Linked DNA regions of Sus scrofa: all the other regions are linked to region 3. The links are chromatin contacts, called in public Hi-C and HiChIP or PLAC-seq maps. All regions are on one chromosome and are shown on one strand. The core of a region is the stretch at or near the end of the contact, and the rest is flanking DNA. Distances in the headings are between cores, read along the strand shown.

Region 1 (4,401 bases), core at 989-3,488, 360 kb after region 3:
AGGGGTCTAATTGGAGCTATACCTTCTGGCCTACATCACAGCCACAGCAACGCCAGATCCGAGCCTCTTCTGCGACCTATACTAGAAACTAAGCCCATTGAGCAAGGCCAGAGATTGAACCCGCAACCATGTGGTTCCTAGACGGATTCATTTCCGCAGCACCGCAATGGGAACTTTGGGTCCACAGATTCTTAACTGCCCCTCCTTGGGCCTCACCAGGCTCATTTTGGCCTGGGTGGGCCCCACTCAGGCTCAGAGAAGTTGGAGAGAACACCGGCCAGCTGATCGCACAACCTAAGACTCCCAGACCCTAAATAGAGAACACTGCCCTCCTCCCTCCCCATCCCCAGTACCAGGGTGGAGGCCAGGGAATGGGTGTCTTGGAGGGGAGGGCAGTGTTAGTGAGGAGCAAGTGTGAGAAAGAACTGGAATTCCCGTTGTGGCTCAGTGGTTAACAAATCTGACTAGGAACCATGAGGTTGCAGGTTCGATCCCTGGCCTTGCTCAGTGGGTTAAGGATCAGGCATTGCTGTGAGCTATGATGTAGGTCGCAGATGCAGCTCGGATCTGGCTCTGGCTTAGGCCAGCAGCTTCAGCTCCGATTAGACCCCTAGACTTGGAATCTTCATATGCCATGGGTGAGGCCCTAGAAAAGACAAAAAGACAAAAAAAAAAAAAAAAAAAAAAAAAAAAAAGTGAGGAAGAACAGCCTGTGAGCTGAAGCTTGGCCATGACTCCAAGTCATCAGCTTACAAATGCATTTTCTTGATCCCAGCCTGCTATGTGACTTTGGGAAAGCCTCAATTTTCTCTGAGCCTCTGCTCCCCAGCTCCTTCTCCAAACTCAATTTCTAAGGGCCCTTCATATCTCAACTAATTAATACCCTCTCTGCTGCCCCAGGTGACCTTCACTTCCTCTTCCTCTCCGCAGCACCCAGCCCCTCCTGCTCAGCTCCAGCAGCTCTAGATGCTTCCTTATTCTTGGAACCTGCAGCCTCAGGCCTGCTCTGCCCTCTGACTCAGGCGGCCCTGACCTTTGGGATCTGAGCAGATGGCCTGGGTGGTTTTGCTCCGTGAACTTGTTCTGACCTTTGGCATGTCCACCTGTTCCTTTCCTCCTTCACTGCATACACCTGCCCCCAGTCCTTGGGCAGCCCAAGAAATGCAAGGAACTAGGTTTTTCAGAGAAGGTAACAGCACCCAGCAGCTTCTCGGTGATGGCCACCAAGATGGCCTGGAGAAGGCAAATGGAGACAGCTCTTCCATCCCTCCAGCCCCTCTCTTGGTAACACACCGTTCCTGCCTGGGAGTGCTCAACCCAACCCACCTATGTGGCTACATGGAGCTTAGTCCAGTCTTACTGAGGGAGATTTGTCAAAAATGTTCAGAGATACCCACTGAGGCCACTTGGCAAAACTTCCAGCATCCTCCTTCCTGGCTCACTTCAGGGATGGGGAAATCACCCCCTCCTCATCAGGTATGGTGCCCTAACAAGCTTTGAGATATTTTTCTGGAATTTGCCCTCTCTGCTGTATTGCGGTGAGGGAACAGACTAAGGAGACCTTCTCCGGCTCCCTAATGCAACTGTACTGGCCAAGAGAGCCAGATATTTTATTTTAGCTATTTTAGGGCCGCACTGGTGGCATATGGAAGTTCCCAGGCTAGGGGTCAAATGGGAGCAGGAGCTACGGCTACAGGCCCACGCCACAGCCACAGCAACGCCAGATCCAAGCAGATTCTGCGACCTACACCACAGCTCAAGGCAACACCAGATCCTTAACCCACTGAGTGAGGCCGGGAATTGAAGCCGCACCTTCAGGGATCCTAGTCGGGTTCGTTACCTGCTGAGACGGGTCGGGAACTCTGAGAGCCAGTTATTTTAATATAACCTCTTCTAAATCTTAGGACACAATGAGATAATCCCAGTTTGACTAAAATAAGGAAACTGAAGCTCAACGAGGTCAAGCGGCGGGCACAAGGTCACAGAGCTAGAAAAGTGGCGATGAATGAATGATCTGAGTGACTGAATGAAGACGTGTGACGGGCGCGTGGGGCGATGGTTCGCGGAGTGTGCTGGGTTCAGACAGTGCACAGCGCCCGCGGCCGGGGCCTCGGAGGGTTGGCCGACGCAGGCCCTCCACACCCCCAGGGCCCGGGGGAGCGCAGGCTCCCAGAGGCACGGCCGGGCTCTGCCCCCACCGCGCGGGCCGCCCCGCCCCCGCCCCGCCCCCAGCCCGCCCCGCCCGGGACCGCAGACGGCGCCCGGCGGCGGCGCGAACGGCAGCTCGGAGGGTGGCTCCGGGCTCGGTGCTCGCCGCGACTTCCCGCGCAGGGCCGAGCTGGACAAGGACCCTCCGCCTCGCTGGCGCTGGAGAATGCGGCCGCGGTCCCAGGCAGCAGCAGCGGGAAGCCCAGCACTGTGCAGGTAGGAGCTCGCCCACTCGGCGGGCGCGGAAACTTGGGCCGAGTTTGCGGGCGGCGCGTGGGGAAGGGGCGGGTGGCGCTGCCCCAGGGCGCCCCTACCGGCCGGCCCGGGGATGGAGCGCGCTGGGCCTGGGCCGAAGTGGCGTGGCTCCTGGCGGCCTCGGACCCTCGGCGGGAGCGCTGCCGGGCAGGGGTCGCGCCGCTGCTCCGACTTTCCCCGGAGTTCGAGGCCCCTGGAGCAGGTAGCGTCGTGGAGCTCCGGCGGGGCCCTAGCGCCTGATCTAGTGCGGGGCTGGCTAAGTGAAGCTCAGGCCGAGCCCCCGGGCCTCCTGCGGGGCCCGGCTCACGTGGACTACGCGGGCGGAGAGGAGAGGCCGGCGGGGGGCTGGCCTGGGGGGCCGCAGGCACTAAGGCTCCGCGGGGCTCTGGACGCGCCCTGCTGGGACGCGACGGCCCTGCGGTTTCCTCGCTACGGCTTGACTCACTCTCTGGCCGCAGCCCAGGCTGGCGAGATCGCCCCGAGGCGGTGGCTGCCCGGTCTCTGCAGCCAGGCCGCCCCCCTGCCCCGATCCTCTCACCAGTCTTTGGGTGTCGGTCCGTGGGGCCCGGTGCGCTGTCCTGCCTGCGTGCACACGTGTGCGGGGGCCCGAGTGAGGGGAGAACGCAGTTCTGGCGGGCCGTTTGTGCAGATATGGATCAGGCACGTACTTGCAGGCACGGGTTTGCATGGGTGGCGGAGGCCTGTGTGTCGTCCTCCTGGGGTGCACGTGCGCCCCAGCGCCGCCAGGCAGGGCATGAGGACACCCGGAAGCTGGCGGGGTCGGGTGCAGCGGTAGCCCCAAAGCCAGGTCGGCTGAGGGCCCCAGGCACAGAGTTATGGGCCAGGCAGGTAGAGGAAAGGGGCTGGAGCCCATCCCACGACCCTTCCCCCTCCCCTGGAGCCTGGGCTGCCCCTAGGTACGGTTGGAGCGGTGGCAGGGCCCAGAGCCTCAGCTGCGGGGAGGTGTAAGAACATGGAAAGGGGGCCTAGTTCAGCCTGCTAAGAGAGTCCAGGCGCTGGCCACAGCTGGGCAAGATCCCTCTCTTCTTCCTGCTTTTGCCCGATGTCCTCCTGGAGACCCCTTAAAAGGTGGAAGAGGCAATGGGGCCACAGAACTGTTTACTCCCCCTGCTGCTTAGGGCAGGGATGGCACAGCTTTGGTGGGGTCTTCTGGACCCTGCCAGAGGTTGGTCCTCCCAGACCAGCTCTAACCTCAACCAGCAAGTAGCTCAGTGGCCGAAAGTGTGATGTGACCCCTGCTCCCTGGGGTCCTGCCCTTCCCCAAACAATTGCTTGCCTTTTTGTGTATGCATCAGTGTCAGGGAAGGAGGCCCCTACACTTTGGCTACCTTCTTGAACCTGGAGGGGCCTTGCTTGAGGGCATATATACTGGGCTCTCCATCCCCTACTGGCATAGTCCATACCCTTCATAGTCCTCTGCTGTCTCCCTAGAGCCCCTGTCTCTCCTCCAAAGACTCTCGAGGGTCCCAAATGGCCTCACCTTTATTGATTGGGTCCCAAGGGGGTGTCTCAGGAAGTCTCCCGGGCAAAGGGCACGCAATGGGCAGAGCCCAGAAGAGAAGGGGGTGGGTATGGAGCAGGCCCCAAGGAGTATGCAGAGGAGGTGAGACTAGAGCCAGCACTTAATTAATCCAGAGGCCCCCAAGGGCAGGGGGGCTCAGCACCTCCAAAACCATACAACCTCTGCAAAGTTGCTGTGCAGTGTGAGGCAGGGGAGGGGGGGTTCCTTTTGGCTGCAGAACCTTGTCATAGGGCACTGCTATCAGTATTGTTGCCCTAATGTCCTTCTCTGTCTTCTCCGAAGCATCCGCTTCTCCAGGCTGTCTGAGGTGTTGAAGGATTCTGGCCAGGAGATGAACCATCTTTTTTTCTGAGAGTGCTGCCTGGCTTCCTTGGTGCACTGAGGCTGGGTTGAGG
Region 2 (4,654 bases), core at 964-3,463, 380 kb before region 3:
GTGAAGGAGGCTCCCAGGAGCAGGACAGGCGGCAGGACAGGTGTGGGGGCCTTGATGTCGGCCTGTCACACAGCATCAGGGAAGGAGCTGCCAGGCCCAGGGAGGGTTAGGAGCCTCAGGGAAGCAGTAGCTTTTCAGCTGAGTGAGCAAGAAACATTGGCTAAAGTAGAGTCGATGGCCCACTTTCCTGGCACAAGTTAGGGAGGGCTGCCGACTGCCCGCAGGGCCCAGCACTGAGTGGTCCACGGAGCCAGAGCAGGAGGGGTAGGGTCAGGATCCCAGAAGGGTGGGGGCAGGTAGCGACAGACCTCCCCCTCTACCCCCTCACCCACCAACCCCACAAGAGGAAAGTGGTGTGTTCCGGGTAGGAAGGGAGAGGCTGTGCCTGAGAGGAGCCCTGGTGTCTGGGGGGGAAGGAGGGCTGGCTCCCTGGACTGTAAGCCCAGCCAGGCACAGCGGACCCTGTCCCCCCTGCTCCAGGGGGCTCTGGGATGCCTCAAGTGCTGGGATGCAAGCAAGGTGGGGACATTCATTCCAGAGCCAGGTCTGGGGGTGCCCGGAAGCAGCATCAAACTTAGATTGAGGCAAGAAGGGCCCTTGCTTTGGACCCCTGCACTGCAGAAAAAATGCACTCTGGCCTCTCCATCCTGCAGCAGGGGCCAAAAAGTCCCCTGAGCCAAAGGGACACACCTACCCGAGGCCTATGCCCCTCCAGCAAATACAGAACCCCAGAATCCCCTGCCCTCCGGTCCACAGGGGCTTTTCACCAAGGGCAGCTATTGACAGGTGTGTGGATGGACCACAGACCAACGGCCTGGGATAGTCACACAGGGGGCCAAGCGTTGGGGCCAGGGGTGGGCTGAGGATCAGCTTTCTTCATGCAGCCACATTCCAGCTCTGGACTCCAGGAGTCCAAGAATTCCTTTTTTTTTTTTTTTTTTTTTTGTCTTTTTGCATTTTCTGCGGCCGCTCCCATGGCATATAGAGATTCCCAGGCTAGGGGTCTAATCGGAGCGGCTGCTGGCCTACGCCAGAGCCACAGCAACGCAGGAGCAGAGCCGCGTCTGCAACCTACATCACAGCTCACGGCAACGCCGGATCCTTAACCCACCGGGCGAGGCCAGGGATCGAACCTACAACCTCATGGTTCCTAGTCGGATTTGTTAACCACTGAGCCATGATGGGAACTCCCACTTGTCCAAGAATTCTAAACACAACCTGGCCTTCCAGGTGGTCATAAAGGTATATTTGTCAGTGTGGGAGGCTAGAGCATATTCTGTGGAGCATTCTGTTTGCTTGATTATAACTTAAATGTGTAGACATGTGTTATGTGGGCCTCAGTTTTTTACTTCTGCCCTGAGCCCAACAGATGTCAGGGGTGGGCCTGTCAGAGGCATTTCAGACAGGGCTTCCTCATTCATGATCGGAAGTTTATGGCCTCCTTCCTGTAGAAGGCCCTGAAAGGGACATGAACTCTAAAGCCCCAGGGTGAACCGTCAGCTTCCTGGAGCAGGACCAAGACCTAAAGCCACTCCTGTTTTCTGACACCTAGCTGCTGACAGTGGGGTTGTCATCCCAGGAAGCTGGGAGCCTGGGGGAAAAGGAAACAGTTCTTACTAAGCACCTGCTGCGGGCCAGGCTCTAGACCCTTCTCCCCTCAACCTCGGCAGTCCTCTGGGGACGGGGTCATTGTTAGCATCCCCATTTTGCAGATGAGGAAACAGGGTTTAGAGAGCTCACAGGCCTTGCCCAAGGTCACACAGATGGCCTCAAAGCCTCATCTCTGAGTCCAAGGTCTGCACTCTTTGTGCTTAAGCAGACAGAGATGTGTGGGGCATTTCTGGCTGGGGTGCTTGTGTGGTACTGGGGACACAGCCTAGAGCAGACCGCTGGGGGTCACCACTGGGGAGCCACATTCGGACCCCAAGCTCTTGCCACCAGCTCCTTCAGGGGCCAATCCTGAGTCCACAGTGCGGTGCCCCCAAAACCAAACGGTGTCCATGAAGCAGGCCATGTGCCAAGTCCTCCTTCGGAGACTTTTTCAGGCCCTGAGCACTTTCCCCCGAGGGGAAGAAACCCTCTGGTATGTCCTGAGAGCCACAGGAAACAGAGACATCCGGGAAACCAGCACCCAAGATAGAAGGGGAGATTAGGAACTTGTCCAGAGACAAGGCCACAGGCAGATAACATGGGGCAGATGACCCCATGGCCAGGCCACTCCACTCACTGCGTAATGCAGCCTGGGTTGAGTCACTGCGTCTCCCACGGCCTCAGCTTCCCCACTGGAGGATTGGGGAGCACAGCGTCCTTGCTGTGAGGTCTTCCTGCGGGTCACACAGGTATGTGAGAACCGGCTCTGGAGTGTGTGTGTGTGTGTGTGTGCGTGCACACATGCATGTCTAGGGAGGAGGGCCGTCAAAAGGGTTAGTTCCTTTTCCCTGAGGTTACAAAGGTAGTTCCGATTTTCAGAAAAGAGGAAGTAGGTAGATTCCTAAGAAACCTTAGACCGGAGGGGGAAGATTTGCCCTAGGCAAGCGTCTAGCTCTAAAGTTTCAGTGGGTGGGGTCCAGGTGTACCCAGAAAGGGAAGAGGTGGGAGTTCCTGTCGTGGCTCAGCAGTTATGAATCTGACTAGGATCCATGAGGATGTGGGTTTGATTCCTGGCCTCGCTCAGTGGGTTAAGGATCTGGCGTTGCCATGAGCTGTGGTGAAGATCACAGATGCAGCTTGGAACCCGAGTTGTTGTGGCTGTAGCGTAGGCTGGTGGCTACAGCTCCTATTCGACCCCTAGCTTGGGAACCTCCGTATGCTGCAGGTGTGGCCCTAAAAGCATGGAAAGAAAGAAGGAAGAAAAGAAAGAAAGAAAGAAAGAAAGAAAGAAAGAAAGAAAGAAAGAAAGAAAGAAAGAAAGAAAGAAAGAAAGAAAGAAAGGAAGAAAGAAAGAAAGAAAGGAAGAAAGAAAGAAAAGGAAGGAAAGAAAAGGAAGAGGTGACAAAGCTGTGGAGCACCTCCCCTGAATCCTCATCTGTACCACCACTCCCTCCTGGGACCTTTCACCCAGGCACTGGGGAGGGTGGTAAGGACCTGGAGGCCCTCCCAGGCTGGGTGCATCAGGTGACACAGGGCCAGGGGGCATCTCTGGTCAGGTCACGCTCCTCAAAGACGGCTCGGTTCGGCATCTGAAGCCTGCTGAGTGAGCAGGGCCCAGATGATCCCTCCTGGTGGGCTGGTCTCCACCGGCAGGCCTCAGCCTCCCTCCCTGCCAGTCCCTTCTCTTCTGCCTCCCAGATGTCACAAGGCTTCCCTGCCTCCCTGTCTTTGTTAGGGCCCCTCTCGCCCTGTGACTATAGGGTTGCCCCATCTGGAGGCCCTTCTGTTGGGAGGCCCTCTGAGGATCTCTAGCTTCAGGCCTGGGGGAAGAATCAGACCGGGAGGGGGGCCTGCACCCCCACATTTGGGAAATTCTTTCAAAAGGCACCCCTACTTTCATGGGGTTTCATTTATGGTCTCCTTAGCACAGTGGAAACAATCATATTTTCTGCAAAAGATGTTGACTCTTCCCTCTGCTCCTGCCTCTTCAAGGGTCGGAGTCCTTCACTTGACTCTGACCCCCTTCCCCCTTCCCCCTCCCACAACCTCCTTAGGGTTCCTCTCCTCCCGCCTCAGGACTCAGGAGCCAGAGCAAAGCAAGAGCCCAGCACCTCGGATGTGTCCCTGAGAGGGTCCAGGAAATTTGTTGGCATTCACCTTGTCCTGTCTGCATCCCAACCTCCTCCCACCTCCTGCTGCTACCTCTTGGCATCCAACCCATTGCCTGAGACTTTCCCACACTACCAGAACCCTCTTTCAACAGCCCCCTCACCCCCACTTCCAGCCTCTGCCCCACAGCTCTTGAAAGCAAGTCTCTACTTACCACCTCCATCACCACCCGCCTCCCACCTCCCACCTTCTCTTCTCCTCAAAGACCTGACTCCCACCCTACACTCCACCAAGGTCACTGGCAGGCTCCACTGTCATTCCTCGCCGTGTCTCTGCCCACATCTCACGCTGCCCCTCGGCGCTGTTGTTCCATACTGCTGACCACACACGCTGTCTTGAAACCTGAGTCCTCTCAGCTCCTGAGATGCACACGCAGACCTCCTCCCATCTCCCCGACCACTGCTCCTACTGGCCTTGCCTGGTTCTCTTTCCCCCCTGCTCCCCAGGCCCCCTTCAAATGAGCCCCACCCAGAGCTCTGTTCTGGGCCTTTTTCTCTCTCTGCCCTCGCACCCCAAGGAGTCAGAGCTCTTCCACCCCTAGCTCTCCCTCGTGTATCCTCAAGGTGCTGGCCTGCCAGCTCCTCCCCTGAGCTCCTGACCAGATAATGTACATGCCTACCGGATACTGCCTCCCACAGGTCTCTCAGGAACTCACAGCTTGTCACCTCCCCCAAACTTTCCCTCCCGTCTCTCTCCATCAGTGTTGGCCCAGATGCTGAAACCGAGCATCTAAAACCAAGCAAACTTTCACTTTCTCCTTCTCGATTGCATCCCAAATGTGCCCCGCGCCATCTGGCCGTCCACACCCCTCCCTGGTTGCCCACTCTGTGCTCCACTCGAGTCTAACAAACATTTTGGGTGTTCCAGCTCCTAAGCGCCCGCCTGGAATGCCCCA
Region 3 (4,615 bases), core at 131-2,630:
CTGCCCACCCAAACCAGACTCTTCCTTCAGGGCCCAGTCCCTAGGATAGTGCCCCCCCACCCCCACCTACACTGGAGTCTCTGGTCTTTCCACCATCACTGCCCTGCCCCCAAAACTGTATGCTCCCCCCCCCCCCCACATGCACATCAGCTCCTGTAGCTCAGAGCAGATGACATCCTGTTAACTGTAATATATAATAACAGGCAATACTTGGCTAAGGACTGACCATGTGCCTGCCACTGCATGCTAAGCTCTTTAAATGTATTAACTCATTTCCTCCCCACAAAACCTTAAGAAGTTGGTGCTGTTACTTTCCCTGTTTGGTAAACTAGAGCCCAGAGAGGTTAAGTAACTTTCCCAAGGTCACATAGCTACTGACAACTTCCTCATTGCTGCCAGGCTTTTCGAAAACAAAGTCCAAGAAAAGTCCCATCAGTCTTTTTGGATCTCTTTTGTCTCCGCGGCTGTCGGGGACGCCATCTCCCAGGACTCTCCTGGACCCACACTGCAAACTGCAGCCATACTGAGCTATTTACAGTTCCCAGAGCCACCAAATGGCTCTCACCTCTCCCTACCTTTGTCCATGCTGTTCCTTCTGCCTGGGGTCCCAGCTTTATGAAGATTGCCCATTACCCTTCCCTCTTTTCTGCTTCTTGTGGACCTGTACACACTTCTTCACTTTTATCAATTATTTCTTAGCGCTTGTCTGCTGGCCTGCCAGTTCTGGGAACTCCTTGGCAGTAATGAAGCGGTCTTCATTACAGGGCCTGTCGCAACATCAGCGCCAGGAAACACCTATGAATGAATGAATGCTGCTGCGAGCGAGACCCATTCTCCACAAAAAGATACGAGAAGAAGGAGGTCGCTTCTGCATAGGGAGAGCTGTTCCCCAGGGAAGTTTTGGCGTTTGCTCCAAGGCGGACTGTTCGGCCCTCAGTGAGGGACCTTCTGAAGCCTTCGACGCGGGCGGGCAGGTGGGGGCAGGGCTTGGGCGCGGACACACCCCCCGCAGTGCCCCGGGATCCCGACAGAGGGCGCTGTCCTCCCGCCAGCCCACGCCCCGCCGTGCTCCCGGCTGGCTCCCTCGCGCAGGCGCGCTGCCGCGGGCGGAGGATCCGGGGCCGCGCTTCCTCTCGCCAGGCCTGCGAGCTTCCTCCCAGCGGAGCCCAGGGCGAGCCGAGCTTGGCCGCCGCCGCTGAGACCGCCGCCGCCCTCTCGCTCCCGCCCCACCCCGCACCCTGTCCGGAGGTCCTGCCGGGGTGGGGTCCGAGCTGGGCCATCGCCCGGCAGCGCCGCCGTCGGGGCTATCCCCCGGCCAGCCGTCCCTCCCGCTCCAGGCAGCCTCTGGCCGCAGGAGTCTCCGGGGCGTGGAACGTGGAGAGACCCTGCGGCCCCCGAGCCAGCGTCCGGGGCAGCCCGGGGCAGCCGGCGCGACGTCCCCAGATCGAGCCTTGGTGTCGGCGTTTGGAAGCGGAACTCTGCCGGGGCCTCACCGGCTACATTGTTTCCTCCCCCTGAGTCCCTCCCGCCCCCCTTCCCCCGCCTTTCTTCCCTCCCCGACCCGGGCCGCGCAGCCATCCCCCTGCCTCTGTCTGGCCGTCCTTCCTCCCCCTCCTTTCGCACCCAGACCTCTTTGTACCGCACCCCCCGGGGACCCCTGCGCCCCTCCCTTCTCGGCTGGCCGCATGGACCGTCCCGCAGGCCGCTGATGCTGCCCGCAGCGAGGTGGCCCGGACCGCAGTGCCCCGAAAAAGGTGAGTGTCTGGCAGGCCCTGAAGGAGGTGGGCGTCCGAGTGCTTCCCAAGGGGAAGACGGGTGGAGGTTGTACGTCCCGCTTCTGTTGCTTCTGTTGCAGCTGCCGTGGCGTCCACACCCATCCCCCACTCCCTTACCCCCTCCTTCCCGGGTTCGAAATCTCCCGGGAGTCACTGTCAGCCCGTCTGGGAGGGGGGCTCACGAGGGAGGTACTGCCCTCCCAGCCCCTCAGACTTGTCTCAGGCCACCCGGAGTCTGTCCTTTCCCCGTATTGGGGCTGGCTGGAGCGGAGGGGAAGGGGTCAGCGTGGACCAGAGCCCAGGAGAATGGGCTGTTTGCCATTCCCTGCCCAGGGCCTCCCTGCAGGCCTGCAGGTTTTTTGGCCTGCCTGGTTCTGACCCCTCCTTCATTCCCTCTGCGGAGGCCCAGGGTCCAGCCGCCTCCCTTGAGCCTGCCAGAGGTTGAGCTTATCATCTTCGGACTTTTAGAAGACCAGGCCTAAGCCCAGGGACATCTGACCCTTGGGTGGGAAACTAGGCAGGGCCTCTGGCCTCGGTGGAGGTGACACTGGGCATTAGGAGGTGGGTCCCCACCTCCTAGCGTCCTGGTCAGCCCTTTCTGTTCTCCCAGGCTCGTTGGAGGCCAGGCCAGTTGTCAGGAAGGGGTGTGTCCAGCTACCAGATCCTTGGAGCTTAACTAAGGGTTCACCTCCCCTCCCATTTTGTAGGCTGGGGGGCTGAGGCTCAAAGGGGGAAGTTGCTATCCCAGGCCTTTGGCAGAGTTAGGCTGTCTGTCCCTCCGTCATCCATCCCCTCCCACCACCACCCCACAACACCTGGACTGCTATGGGTACAGGGAAACCAGGCATAAGCCTTTACCCACTGGGGCCATAAGCCCCCAGCCTGGCCCATGGGACCTTGTGGGGTGAGCACGTGCTCCCCTGCAGAGGGCTAGAGAGGAGGGAGAGGGCTTCCGGTGACGGTTCTGCCTGGGTCTGGGCTCAGACCGAATCAGCACTGCCCATGGGATTTCCCTCTGGTGCTTGAGGCTGGGTCTTACTGACGGGAAGTGGCATGCGGGGGCACCCGTGGGGTGTAGCCCTGGTGCTGAGCTGAAACAGCCTGATCGTCATTCCTGACCCTTTGGCCCAGCTGGTATAGGAGCATGAATGGATCTGGATGCAGAATGTGAGAGCCCTGTGTCCACAGGGAGCAAGCCTCGTATAGCCTTGGCATAGGAGCATTGTCAGAGCGAGCACACCCAGGGGGTCTCTTCCAAGCTCCCCACACCCTGATGGTCCCAATGTCTTTCTCGGTGGGGCCCCGCAGGAACAGGGTGAAGGCAGCAGGAAGAAGATTGGGACTGTGGCAGCATCCTCTGGCTCCTGGAAGTGTGGGAGGTTCCCTGGAGGATACTGAGCCATATCTGGGGCCCCTCGGGGCATCTGGCAGTTTTGTCTTGCTTAGGCCTCTGCCCTTGATTTAGAGTTGTTTCCGGTTGCCCTGACATGCATGGTGGAGGGGATACAGATGTGGTGGGCCGGTGAGGCTCCCCTCACCCAACCCTAACTTCCTTTCCAGCCTGAGGGTCTGGGGCTGAAGCCTGACATCATTGGGTGCCTTTATACCAACTGTTGAGTGCAGCCTGGGGTCCCGAGGCCCTTGTAGAAACTAGGGGTCTGTCTTCTGGCAAACATATGTGCAGGGATTCCCTTTTTATCTGGCCACCTTGGTGCCTTCCTCCTTGCTCTTCTCTCTGCGTCGGGGGTCTGGGACAGAGAAGGACCAGAAGATGGTCCCCAGCACCACTGCAGGGGACACCAGGCCCCAAGGGGTTGAGCCACCCCAGAGCAGACCAGACTGCAGGCAGAGACAGAAACAGAGGACCAGGGCCTGCAGAGTGACGTGGCTGCCCCCACAAGCCTGAGCGGGCAGGACAGCTTGGGTCCAGTTCTGGGCTCCAGCTCTTGGGGGATTTTGAAACCTTGGCTCATGGTCCCAGAGAGACACTCCAAAGGTTTGGGGTCTGGGCAAGAGAAATTAAGGAGGGAGCCTCATGTGCTGAGGTGCTGTCCCAAGCTGGAAAGGCCCTCCTTTCATAGATGTCCCAGACACCAGGCCAGAGCTGAGGGGCAGGCAGGCCCCAGGGAAATGAATCTGAGCTCGTTGCGAGAACACTGCATATGTCGGTATGTAGTATTAGTTTTCTTAATTTAGAAAGTAACAAAACAGCACTACAGAAAATTTAGAAAACAGAAAATTCACCCACTGTTTCTTCACCGGCGCCGTGACTGTTATTATCGTGGCACTCCCCGCCTCCTTTTCCTTATCTTTTTTCCCCTCATTGCTGTTGTCATTTAGGCCTGTGTGCCAGCCATCACACCTTTTTTCATTTAATACCGTATCTGGGCATTTTCTCTTGTGGCTACATGGTCCATGTAACTTAATCTCTAGAAAACTACAGAGCATCCCAAACTGCTCTGCCACAGCAGCTTCACCCAACCCTCTTACCAAGCCTGTGCATTGTTGTTTCCCATCTGTTGCTGTTGTGGTTATTGTTACTCCAGGCCCCAGGGTACTGGAGAGAGGGGCAACTTGGTACCCAGCCAACGTGATTCCAGGCCCAGCCATGCTATTTAGGCCAGGGCAGAGGGACCTTGGATAGGTCATCCTCTGAGCTGGGGCGGTGATACATACCTCAGGGGAGCATGTGCAGACACTAACTAACTAACCAAGGTACTAGAAGGTCCCTGGTGCAGCCCCTGGCCACCACTAGACGCATTGTTGACCCAGTGCCCACCGTAGGCTACCTCTGCATGTGCCGAAAACGCCTGGGACAGGGTTGGCTGATGGCTCACTTA

What was found. Hi-C and Micro-C count contacts between places; a contact is called where the count stands out from the background. HiChIP or PLAC-seq counts read pairs in DNA pulled down with a chosen protein or histone mark.
Region 1: an H3K27ac HiChIP or PLAC-seq map of alveolar macrophages shows a contact between it and region 3. The contact joins the promoter of C7H15orf39 here to the promoter of CSK in region 3. A contact is called at or near these places in 1 of 5 promoter capture datasets (fetal liver), 2 of 47 Hi-C or Micro-C datasets (embryonic fibroblasts and liver) and 1 of 2 datasets of contacts at active chromatin or transcription factors (alveolar macrophages).
Region 2: a contact with region 3 is called in a Hi-C map of liver, with 5 times the contacts expected there. The contact joins the enhancer-like site here to the promoter of CSK in region 3. A contact is called at or near these places in 9 of 47 Hi-C or Micro-C datasets (embryonic fibroblasts, heart right ventricle, liver and 5 more) and 2 of 2 datasets of contacts at active chromatin or transcription factors (alveolar macrophages and skeletal muscle).

What each region holds. Positions count from the first base shown.
Region 1 is chr7:58,387,954-58,392,354 of Sscrofa11.1, reverse strand. It overlaps C7H15orf39, which reads left to right and starts at 2,238. Exons shown (of 3, transcript XM_021099036.1): 1 at 2,238-2,424.
Region 2 is chr7:59,134,075-59,138,728 of Sscrofa11.1, reverse strand. No RefSeq gene overlaps it. Among named protein-coding and RNA genes, the nearest start is that of CYP11A1, 39 kb to the left of the region's middle. Within about 2 kb of position 2,213, at least 13 of the 83 cell types and tissues checked have an H3K27ac peak or open chromatin away from gene starts, as enhancers often do. A contact at or near this core is called in alveolar macrophages, liver, mesenteric adipose tissue and 1 more, where this site is marked.
Region 3 is chr7:58,751,799-58,756,413 of Sscrofa11.1, reverse strand. CSK (c-src tyrosine kinase) reads left to right here and starts at 1,380. Exons shown (of 13, transcript NM_001190173.1): 1 at 1,380-1,754.